Linked DNA regions of Mus musculus: region 2 is linked to region 1. A link is a contact called in public promoter capture Hi-C data. All regions are on one chromosome and are shown on one strand. Each heading gives the region's core, a stretch centred on a gene start, on an enhancer-like site or on the middle of the called end of the contact. The rest is flanking DNA. Distances are from core to core; before and after follow the strand shown.

Region 1 (6,017 bases), core at 2,170-4,669:
CACTCAGATCTGCAGCTAATGAGGTTTTAATGGCTGAACGATTGGACAAACGAGCCAAGGCTGGGCTAGCCCTCAGCAGGTCCTAAAGAACCATGATAGGCATCGGGGAGAGCAATTGAGAGTAAGAAGATTGTTTTCTCTGGAGCAGAGGTGAGGCAGGTGGCTGGCACCCATATTTCTAGCATGAGGATGGCCGAGACCGCTGAGAGCTGGAGGTCACACTGGACTCTGTCTGACTTCTGAGAGCCAGGGCCTCTCACCGAAGCTGAGCTGGGCGGGCTGTGGAGAAGCCCCAGCATCCCTCCTGTCTCAGACCCTGACACTGGGGTTGGAGCACTTTTGCAGCCAGGCCTAGCTTCTTCTTCTTTTTTTATTTTTTTTTATTTTTTTGGTTTTTCTTTTCTTTTCTTTTCTTTTCTTTTCTTTTCTTTTCTTTTCTTTTCTTTTCTCTTCTCTTCTCTTCTCTTCTCTTCTCTTCTCTTCTTTTCTTTCTTTCTTCTTCTTCTTCTTTTTTTTTTTTTTAAGATTTATTTATTTGCTGGCGTGATGGCGCACGCCTTTAATCCCAGCACTCGGGAGGCAGAGGCAGGCAGATTTCTGAGTTCAAGGCCAGCCTGGTCTACAAAGTGAGTTCCAGGACAGCCAGGGCTACAGAGAAACCCTGTCTCGAAAAACCAAAAAAAAAAAAAAAAGATTTATTTATTATTATACATAAGTACACTGCAGTTGTCTTCAGATGTACCAGAAGAGGGCATCAGATCTCATTATGGGTGGTTGTGAGCCACCATGTGGTTGCTGGGATTTGAACTCAGGACCTTTGGAAGAGCGGTCAAGTGCTCCTATCTGCTAAGCCATCTCACCAGCCCCAGGCCTAGCTTTTTACGTGGGTCCTGGGGATTTGAACTCAGGTCCTTATTCTGGCTCAGCAAGTGCTCCCACCTACTGAGGTCTCTCCCCAGCCCCTAAACATAGATCTGAGAGAGTCTCCAAATAAGACTCCTCCGTTCCCATCTTGTCTATGCTCCTAGATCTTAACAGACCATGCTGTTGAGGTTAGGGCCTGAGTCAGAATCCTAGCACTGAACCTCTTGGCTGGGTAAACCTCTCTGTGCCTTAGCTTCCTTGTCTACAAGACAGAGCTAACGGTAAAACCACTTCCTGCAGGGACTGTGAGCATCAGATGCAGTCTGCACGAGCCCTCCTCACAAGCACATATTACCCCTCAACAGTGTTAGCTACTACCTTATCTTGTTTATAACATTATCTGTAAGTAACTAATCATTAAAAAGTCTCCTTAAAGCTCCTATGACAAGATTCAAAACATTCTTTTTTGTTTTGTTTTGTTTTTTGTTTTTTCGAGACAGGGTTTCTCTGTGTAGCCCTGGCTGCCCTGGAACTCACTCTGTAGACCAGGCTGGCCTTGAACTCAGAAATCCACCTGCCTCTGCCTCCCGAGTGCTGGGATTAAAGGTGTCGCCACCACGCCCAGCTGATTCAAAACATTCTAATGTCACAACACTGGCGTCACTTCATAAGGTTGAAGGCTTAGAAAGCTGGACGTGCTGGGCCAGAGGGACGGCTCAGAGGGTGAAGGCTCACCACAAAGCCTGGGATTTGATCTGTGGGACCTACTTGGTGGAAAGAGACAGCCAACTCAAGGCGGTCCTCCTCCTGATCGATACACGTACACTCAGGCACTCACGCATACGTAACATAGAGGAATGTCAAAAGCAAGAAGAAACTTAAGAGCCTGATTCTATGACAAACAGAGCACTGACATACTGTCATCCAGGTTTTCCCTCTCCTGTCAGTCACAAGGTGAGGTAATGATTCTTTGCACTCTACAGAGGCAATCGAAGCCTCTCTTGTAAGGTTTCCTTGAGACAGAAAGGCTTCAGGTCTGGTTTTCAGCACTCACCGTGGAGTTGGCGAAAATTGAATTAGAATTGGCTGCAGAATACCCTGCGTTCGTCACATCATCGCTGCCCTGCAGAGGGGGAATTCAACATGGCAGTTACTGCAGGGCTTGGAGAGACAAAAGCCGAGCCTGAGACACTTGTCTGTCACTTACCGATTTACTGCTAGGTCCGTGCAGAAAATAGTTCAATGCTTGTGGGTCTCTAGAAAAGAAGGAAGTGAGAGAGTGAAACAAGTAAGTACTGCTACTTCTACGTAAATAGCTGCTGATAGTTATATAAGGCAAAAAGAAACGAAACACTAGCTCCAGTGAAATCTCTCCATTTTAAACCATTTTCTACACTTCTGTCTCTGGGAAGCGCCTACTGCTTCAGTCCTGGGGGGTGAACTTGGACCTTGCCCTTGCTTGGTGAGCTAAAAATAAAACTAAGCAACACCCTGGCCTGCCATCCCCAGACTTACTAAAAAAAATAACAAGTAAAACCAAAAGGAATGGGTTGCTGAGTTATGACCTGTGTGTAAAACTACCTTTCTGTGGCAGTTAAGAGCACTGACTGCTCTTCCTGATGTCCTGAGTTCAAATCCCAGCAACCACATGGTGGCTCACAACCATCTGTATGTGATCTGATGCCCTCTTCTGAAGACAATGACAGTGTACTTTATACATAAAATAAATAAAATCTTATTTATTTGTTTATTTATTTATTTTTGTTTTCTGAGACAGGGTTTCTCTGTGTAGCCCTGGCTGTCCTGGAACTCACTCTGTAGACCAGGCTGGCCTCAAACTCAGAAATCTGCCTGCCTCTGCCTCTGCCTCCCAAGTGCTGGGATTAAAGGTGTGTGCCACCACTGCCTGGTATAACAAAATCTTAGTACAAACAAACAAACACACAAACTCTCTGTGCTAGTTATTGCTGTAACCATGGTAAAGTATTATTTTTTATTTTAAAAGGCCAGGAGCTTAAGATAGCTACAGAGCTCTTTCTACTCCTCACACCTCACACGAGCGGTCCACCCTGGGCCCCACAGGAGCATCTTACCCAATAAGATCGAGGAGACAGGAGTCATCGTCATCATCCATGACAACTGCAAGGAGAGAGGGAGGGAGGCAGTGAGTCGGAGCAGGGCGGCCAGCAATATGGATGCAGTGGAGCACGCTGAGCCTCCACACAACTGTCAGCACGGGAGCTTTCCCTAGTCACCTATCAAGCCTACCATGGGAAAAATGTTGTGGCTGGTGGGCACAGTGTCATTTGCCAGTAGTCCTGGCCACTCAGGTAGGACTCAGTAAGGAAGGGAACTTGAGTCCAAGAGTTCAAGGTCAGCCTGGACAATAGCAAGACCGCAGCTCATAAGTAAATAAACAAATAGCCAAGCAAGCCAGACACACTGGCAAACACCTTGATCCCAGGAGTTGGAAGGCAGAGACAGGAGGATCAGGAGGTGAAGGCTACCCTTGCCTACATGACAAGGTTGAGGCCAGCCTGGGCTACATGAGACCCCATGTCAAAAACAAAAAACAAAAACAAAAACAAAAACAAAAACAAAAGGTGCCAGGCGTAGTGGCGCACGCCTTTAATCCCAGCACTCGGGAGGCAGAGGCAGAGGCAGGCGGATTTCTGAGTTTGAGGCCAGCCTGGTCTACAAAGTGAGTTCCAGGACAGCCAGGGCTACACAGAGAAACCCTGTCTCGAAAAACAACAACAACAACAAAAAGGTAGAAATATGTGAAATTAACAGTTACTTGAATACATTTTTGACTTAAATTGTTTCTCCTATAAATCAGTTTCAACATAGAGGTCCAAAGAGTTTAGACACATCTAAGATAGCTGCAGCCACCGGCCACATGCAGATTCCCGAGAGAGACCATGAAGGAGGACTTATGCCATCAAACGTAGAATGAGTAAGGGCAGAGACAAAATTTTGCTTTAGGAAAGCTCTCAGATTCTGAAGTCCTTCAGGGTTGTGACCGGATGCGTCTAAACACTGAGAGCAACTCCGACTTCTCAACGTATTTTGGTGATCTTTGGGAAGGCAGAATGCGGGTTCTCCCCACATTTGGAGACAGACCAGGAGGCCCTGTGGTGCAAGCCATACAGGCTCTGGTCGTGGGCCTTGGGTGCTTCCCAGTGCAGAAATACTGTCCAAGTTCAATGCCGAATAGTCCATAGCTGGACCAGGAATGTTTAAAGTAGAAACTGCAGCCCAAGTTCTCCCCACTGCAGCTCGGAGCTCCCTCTCTCTGCCTGCAGCAGCCACAAGCATGGCCAGCACAGCTCTGGCCCAGACTGTAACAACTGAACAAATTCCAGCCGTGGTTCTCCCCCGAGAGCCAGTCAACTTACACTAGTGACCCGACACCTGGCAACCCTGCTTCTCACCCATTTCAAGCCATGCGTGGAATAATTTACATCACAGAACACCAGGGCCAAGAGTTCTGGAGCAGTTGGAAAGGGCAGTTGTGAACGGCAGTTGGACGCAGGAATGAAATCCTGAAGAGATGCCCAGAGGAGGGGCATACCCAGAAAAGGCAGAGGGAAGGGTGAGTCTTAAGGAGAGATTTTTCTCTGTTCAAACTTCCTTCTCCCATTAGTTCCTCCAAACCAATCATAAGGCCTAACAGCTGTGGTATTCCCTCCTGCCACGGGGAAGGACACTTTCTCTACTCTAGAAGAATGTGGAAGGGTAAGTTTCCTGATGTGGGACCCTCCTGTAGGTGGCTGGATTCGAAGGGTTGCGGAGTGACTGGGCTGATTATAATCCACTGAGCAGAGTGCAGGGTGGGGAGAGAGGATGGGTGAGGGAGAAGGAAGGAGAGTGGGATACATGAAGCAGAAGCTGTTGGCTACTGAAGCTAAGAGCAGCCAGCCATGAGAAATGGGCTCTTTAGGACCCAGGCAGGAGTCATTTGAGGTCACATTGGCACCAATGTTCCTGCACACATGACTTTTGAAAACAAGACTGGGAAGGAAACAGGAAAACTATCATCAACTGGGTATGCTGGATTTGTTACACAAGCCAGGCATGGTGACGAGGTGACATCTGTATTTTCAGCCCTTGGGAGGCAGAGGCAGAAGGCCTGATGCAAGTTTAAGGACAGCCTGGTCTACCTAATGAGTACCAGGACAGCCTAGGCTACATACGAACCTGCCTCAAACAAATGCCACAAAACAGAAGCTATGTCCTGATTACAAGCATTAGCCACAGCTCATGTCATTATAAACCACGCCTCCCAGACATCACAATCACACGGAATAAACTGTCCAATTATGATGTATCTTTAGGCCTATACAGTATATATTATTTCTTTACTTCAACATGGCTATTCAAATGAAGAATCCTATTATCGCCATAAACTTTCTTCTCTTTTTCTTGAGACTGCATCTCACTATGTACCCCTGGCTGGTTTGGAACTCACCGTGGAGAGCCCCCTGGCCTTTGTGGAGAGTGCTGGGATTAAAAGCATGCGTGATCATGCTTGTGCCTTCTATACTTAATTTTTAAAGTTGAAGATGGGGCTCAGTGGTTCAGCTCATGTGAAGCCTGGGTCTGATGTTTAGCATCACCCAAACCGCAGTGTCTGAGGCTTGCCCGCCTACAGACGGATTAAGAGGAATGTGAATGGGGGTTGCTAAGGAGACGGCTCTGCGGGTAAAGAGTTTTATTCTTGAAACCCATGTAACAAGATGGGCATGGTGGCACACATGGTAATCCCAATCCTGGGGTGCACAGAGGCAGGAGGATGCCTGGCACTCACTCACTTGCCATCTCAGCATACAAGCTCCAGGTCCCAGTGAGAGATCCTGCCTTAAAAAGTAAAGTGGGGGACTCCTGGGGACTAACCCCCAAAGCTGACCTCCACCCTACATACACACACACACACACACACACACACACACACACACACACACACACCACACACACTCTACACATTACACCACATACACTCTACACACCACACACACTCTACACACCACACACACCCTACACACCACACACACACAGAAAACATATGAGAAATACCACCCCTCCCAAAAAATAAGTCCATACCTCTCCCTTCCCTGCTGACGCCCTTCCCTAGCTCCCTAGCTCCTCTATTT
Region 2 (5,511 bases), core at 2,852-5,351, 100 kb after region 1:
ATCCTGAGAGCTGGGATTGCAGGCTTGGAGCACTGTACTCAGCCGAGCTCTTACTTGTCTGCTGTGGTCTGCTTGAGGGTGCGCACATGCTCTCTGTTTAGCCTTGGAGCAGAAGGCTATAGTCTGAAAAACTAGGAGGTCCTTTACATTTCAAAAAGCCCTTTAATTGAGTAATGCTTTCAAAGCTAAAAGTCTTGACCAACCATCTACAGCCATGAAAAGCCGGCTGCTCTCCTGTTAGAGTCCCCAGCTCTCTAGGCCATAGGGGGAAGCGAGTCCTGTCTTCAAATTGACTTGCTTTGCTCTGGAGGTGAGGTCTAGTCCCAGAGCTGAACCGCATCCCAGTCTCAGGAACCATGGTGGGACATGTCCTCCTGACAGGCCCCAGGGCTCCTTTTGGCCTCTGGTGGACAGCCAGCAAGCTTGACACCATCAGCAATGTTGACTGGCTCAGGCTACTGCAGCTGAAGCAGGCAGCGTCCAAAGGAGCTAGACTCCGGTCTAGAAAGGGCTCTCAACCCAGGGGACGTCCGTCTAAGGGACACAGCAATAAAATCTGGCAGAAATGACTTTTATCAGTCCCTGGAGCCAGACTAGAAAAATAAAACTGGGAAGAAAAGCTTAAATAAAGAATTTATTTCAAAATAGATTCAGCCGAACTTATTTCCTGTTGTCTTTCTGGAAAAGCCAGCTGTGTTACAAAACTCCAAGTCAAGTTTTTAGTAGAGGAGCGATTATAAATGCTGCCAGTCAATTCCGACCAGGGTCTGGTTAGCCTCCTGCGCGTGTCCGATCTCCTCTGTGATACTATGCTGCTGCCAGAGCTTCTGGATCTTTCGAAACCGCTCTTGGCATAAATGTAAAGGATTTCCTCGTCTAGAAAGAGACACATGTCACTCACAGGCACAGTTTATCCATTCCTCATGTCCCAACACATTCTGTGCCAGGAAAGGTGTACAGCACTAGCTTCCAACTGTGTATTTTCTGTATACACACACACACACACACACACACACACACACACACACACGCACGCACGCACGCACGCACGCACACACGCACACACACACACACACACACACACACACACACGCACACACGCACACACGCACACACGCACACACGCACACACGCACGGTGTTGGGTTGTGGGTATGTGCTGAAGAGAAAAGGTAGGTACTCCAGTGCCACACAGTTAGACTGAGGTCAGGAAACAGGACTGCTGGCCCAGGTCTGAGTTAAGAAGCTAAAACTCTTTATTCTATGGTGATGTGCAAAAAGGTCGTGGGGCAAAGGACAGGGTGGAAGGATGACAGGACAAGACAGGGGCTGTCACCTAGAAGCCTCAGCAAGGTAACTAGATGCTTGCTGCTGCTGGGCCCATGTTAACAAGATAACTAGACACCTGCTGCCCCTGGGCCCACGTTAACAAGGTAACTAGATGCCTGCTGCCGCTGGGCCCACGTTAACTGGGTATATGGTGGTACACAGCCCAACCTTGGTTATTCAAGCCTGGGAAGTCACCTCTGCTTTAATCCTTCATCGCCTGGGGGCAAGCAGCTTTGGAGTAGGGCTCTGTGAGCGGGAAGCTCCCAGCAGAGGCAGTATCAAGGGCAGCTGCGCCTGCATCATGTGATTCTCTTCTGCACACATATCTTTGGGCACTCACACCTGGTCTCCTGTCACCAGGACAGGAAAAGCCTCCCCTGAAGGGAGCCACACAGGCCGGACCTGTGGGGCTGATGCTGGGGATGCTATGGGCAACTCAAAGCAGTCTTTTGGCTTTCTCACATCTGTCCTATCTATGTTCCTCATGGAGGGTTTCTCAAGTTTCTTTCTCATTCTCATACTCTCTCTCTGTCTCTCTCCTTTGCCATGTGTGCACGCGGCAGTTGGACGTACTCTCTGGAGTCACTTTTCCTTCCATTTTCTATGGGACTCTGTGACTGAACTTGGTCAGCAGGCTCCTGAAGCAGGCCTTTACCTCGGCCAACAGTCGTCAGCCCTTTTGTTTATATTAAACTTAAAATTTTATTCTCAATGTGTGCACGTATGTGCAGGGGTATATGCCATGCTCGGTGTGTGGAGGCCGGAGGCCAGAGGCCAGTGTTGGGTGTCTTCTCTGTCTCCTTCCACCTCATCTCTGGGGCAGGGCCTTTTCATTGAGCCCAGAGCTCACCATTTTGCCTAGGCTGACTGGCTGATGGATGAGCTCTGGGGTGGCCCGTGTCTGCCTGTAGCACTAGGGTGAGAGAGAGCCGGGGATCTGAATACAAGCCCTCAGGCTTTGGAGGCAAGCACTTCACCCACCAAGTTAAGACACCAAGACATTCGAAAAGAATCCATTTTTTTCTGTTTGCATGGGAGTGGCCATGCACGTGTGTGGGTGTGCTCATGGCTGTGTGCACACGCAGGCAGAAGCTAGAAGTCACCCTCAGGTGTCTTCCTCCTCAGTCACTTGCCAGTGTCTCCTGAGACAGTCTCTTGCTTTTTGTCTGAGCTCACTGACTTGGTGAGGCAGAGAAACACCTCCCTCCCCACCCCCCTTCCGCACTGAGGTCACACCCAGGTCCTCATGCCCACATGGCAGGCACTTTACCAACCAAGCCCTCTCCCCACCCACTCCTGGCTTTCCAAAGGTGGCAAATGCACACAAAGCAGGAGCCAGGTGTGCTCCTTGAGAACGAGTCCACAGGTGACAAGTCCACGGGTGACAAGCTACCTTCAGCAGAGCCCACTCCTGGGTACCAGCCCAGCTGACTTCAGGACCTCCCTGCTTATCATGCTCTCCACGAGGCTCATCTTCCTAACCCCAGGCCGGGTCCTTACCTGAGTCCCTGGTCGGTCTCTCCATAGTCGTCAAGGTAAGGAGGAGAATAAAAACATCCTTTGGTTTTGCCAGCTAAAAATAGCACCTGACATTCCCGCACTCTGTGGAGAGAGCATTCATCTTTGTACATTTATGTAAGTAACATGATGTTGATTCAACTCAGAGAAAAGGCTTATGTAAGGAAACACATGCACAAAAGGCCAGGTCAGGAGACGAGAGCAGCTGTAACAGAGATACCTGCGAGTAGCAAGGTATCCGCCCAAGTCTGGTGCAGGGGACTTGATCACACTGTGAACCCTGAGACTGTGTTACTTATGGAAAAAACTGTTTCTAGTTGTGGTACGGCTCGGTTTTAATCCCTCTGCTGGAATACAGACTTGCCTTTAGGACATACCTTTAAATCCATAGTTTGTGGAAGGACACAGCCATGTTTGGAAGTGACGTCTAATGGAGTGGCAGACAGAATTATGAATCAGAGAAAGATCTGACAGAATAGGATGTGCCTCACTCTCTTGAGGAAGAGGAAGCTACTTGAGAGAGCAGCGCAGAGCCAGAGGGAAGAGAGAAGGCAGATTTACCGGGAGGGTTTTACAGAGACAGGCTGAAGAGAGACCAAGCAGACACGGTGAAGACAGAATGAGTCAGAGAATGAGAAGGAGCCAGAAGATCAGAGGAGCTTGCAAAGGTAGCATGAGGCCAAACAGAGCAACTCAGAAGTCAGTCTGACTCAGTCAGCATGGAGAGGGGTGTGAGTCACAGCCAGTCAGAGCTCAGAAAGAACCAGGAAGGGTGAGCTTATTCAGCACAAAGTCTCAGAGGCTGGAAACACTGTCGGCCTAGATTGGCCTGTGTGCAGTCTGGAAGTCCCCAGGCCTAGGCCTAGGTTAGCAGACGGAGGAGGTAAGCCTCCGAGGTGCCAATTCAGGAGAACAAGGGACTCTTTACACAAGTGTTCAGTGGAGCCATGCGGCGGGAATGTACCTGGCAATGACGTGCTGCAAATTCAGACAGTGACTGTGTCGAGAACCCAGGGCTCCAAGCAGAATTTAAAACAGCTAAGTGTGGGGAAAGACAGCTCATCTTTTCCCCACAATTATGAGAAAATTACTCGTTTAAAAAATGACATACAACAGTTACTAAGTATTTTTATCTGAGTACAGGACCCAGTGGCAACCCGTGCCTCCTCAGAGAAAACCTAAGAGCACCACAGAGGCAAAGATGATGCTGGGCTCTAAAGATTTACAAATTTATGCTTTATGTGTAAGTGTGTGAGTCCACAGAGGCCAGCAGAGGGCAGCAGATCCCCTAGCACCAGAGCTACAGGCAGTCGTGAGCTGCACTGCTGACCCAAATGCTGGGACCTGAATACAGGTGCTCTTGTGCTCCGTCTCTGCAGTTCCTGACGGGGGAATTCTTTACCTGAATTTGGGGAGGAAACGAGGGACAGGGATCGCCCCACATTTAAGGAGGCACAAAGGGGAGCTAAGCTGTCAGTTGGGAGCTGTCACCAGCCATACGGGAAATGTGAGAGCCCTGGCTCTTTGTAGTCTGCACACAGTGGCACAGTGGCTTCGAAAGTCCCCGAAGTGCTCAGGTGAACACGGCCAGCCGAGGGCCTTACCTCAGGAAGATGCCGGCCCCGGAGCCGCAGGAGTAGGTGTGTGCTGTGCAGGCTCCGACGTCCTCACCCTCCAGCTCAGCTTGGCAGCAGTAACTCTGAGAGCAGAGGAGACTCCCACACACGAGGCACAGAGTAGGAGCTCTGCTCTTGTCGCCACCTGATTTGGGGCACCTGGAAGATAAAGACAGCACTGTTACAAAGGAACAGGCACAGAGCACCCTGGAAAATAATCTGTCAGTATTCACCATTCTGTGACAGGACACTGGGACACACACTAATACCACCTACCAGAAACACCTAAGGGAGCAACATCTGGGACAGGCAGATGGGAACACTGTGTGAACAACAGGAACTACTATTGGGGCACGGAAGAGTGATGCCTCAGTCACGTACAAATCTCAGACACAGTGTGCAAAGTACTGCAGACACAGCCACTTAAATGGAGTGACGCGGAACAGACACCCATGTTAGCTTCCCAGACACATGGGGAGGGGGCGAGAAGAAGCTTCAAACAAGAGATGGCTTCTGTTAGAATGGCCTGTGGGCACATCTTTGGAGACACTTTCTTCTTGATGGCTAATTGATGACGGGCAGGTGGGCCCAGGTTATATAAGAACGCAGACGGAGCAAACCAGTGACAGTGTTCTTCCATGGCCTCTGCTTCAGTCCCCCGTCCAGGTTCCTGCTCTGAGCCCCTGCTCTGACCTCCCTCAGTGACAGACTGTAACCTGTAAGCAGGTTAACCCTTTTCCTCCCCACGTTGCTCTGGTCAGTGCTTTAGCACATCAACAGAGTAAAAGAGGGCAGAGACTCAGCACAGCACTCAGAGTGACGTGTCTACAGAGCAAGGAGGGAGACGCAGGAGATACCCAGAGACAGAAAACTCCTTAAGAATCACAAATGCAGGCCAGGTGTGGTGGCGCACGCCTTTAATCCCAGCACTCGGGAGGCAGAGGTAGGCGGATTTCGAGGCCAGCCTGGTCTACAAAGTGAGTTCCAGGACAGCCAGGGCTACACAGAGAAACCCTGTCTCGAAAAACCAAAAAAAAAAAAAAAAGAAT

The links. Promoter capture Hi-C pulls out the DNA fragments that hold promoters and counts their contacts.
Region 2: a promoter capture Hi-C map of the SN4741 cell line shows a contact between it and region 1, with 1.9 times the contacts expected there. The contact joins the enhancer-like site here to the promoter of Bicral in region 1. A contact is called at or near these places in 1 of 39 promoter capture datasets (the SN4741 cell line), 4 of 484 Hi-C or Micro-C datasets (bone marrow-derived macrophages, embryonic stem cells and stem cell-derived neurons), 1 of 115 datasets of contacts at active chromatin or transcription factors (embryonic stem cells) and 4 of 9 other capture datasets (adipose tissue, liver, macrophages and 1 more).

Annotation. Positions count from the first base shown.
Region 1 is chr17:46,827,994-46,834,010 of GRCm38.p6, forward strand. Bicral (BRD4 interacting chromatin remodeling complex associated protein like) reads right to left here and starts at 3,420. Exons shown (of 11, transcript NM_001100452.1): 1 at 2,958-3,420; 2 at 2,072-2,120; 3 at 1,919-1,987. The coding sequence starts at 2,998.
Region 2 is chr17:46,929,625-46,935,135 of GRCm38.p6, forward strand. Ubr2 (ubiquitin protein ligase E3 component n-recognin 2) reads right to left here. Exons shown (of 47, transcript NM_146078.3): 45 at 4,451-4,621; 46 at 2,829-2,930; 47 at 1-876. The coding sequence ends at 735. Among named protein-coding and RNA genes, the nearest start is that of Prph2, 22 kb to the left of the region's middle. Within about 2 kb of position 4,102, at least 97 of the 459 cell types and tissues checked have an H3K27ac peak or open chromatin away from gene starts, as enhancers often do. A contact at or near this core is called in the SN4741 cell line, bone marrow-derived macrophages and macrophages, where this site is marked.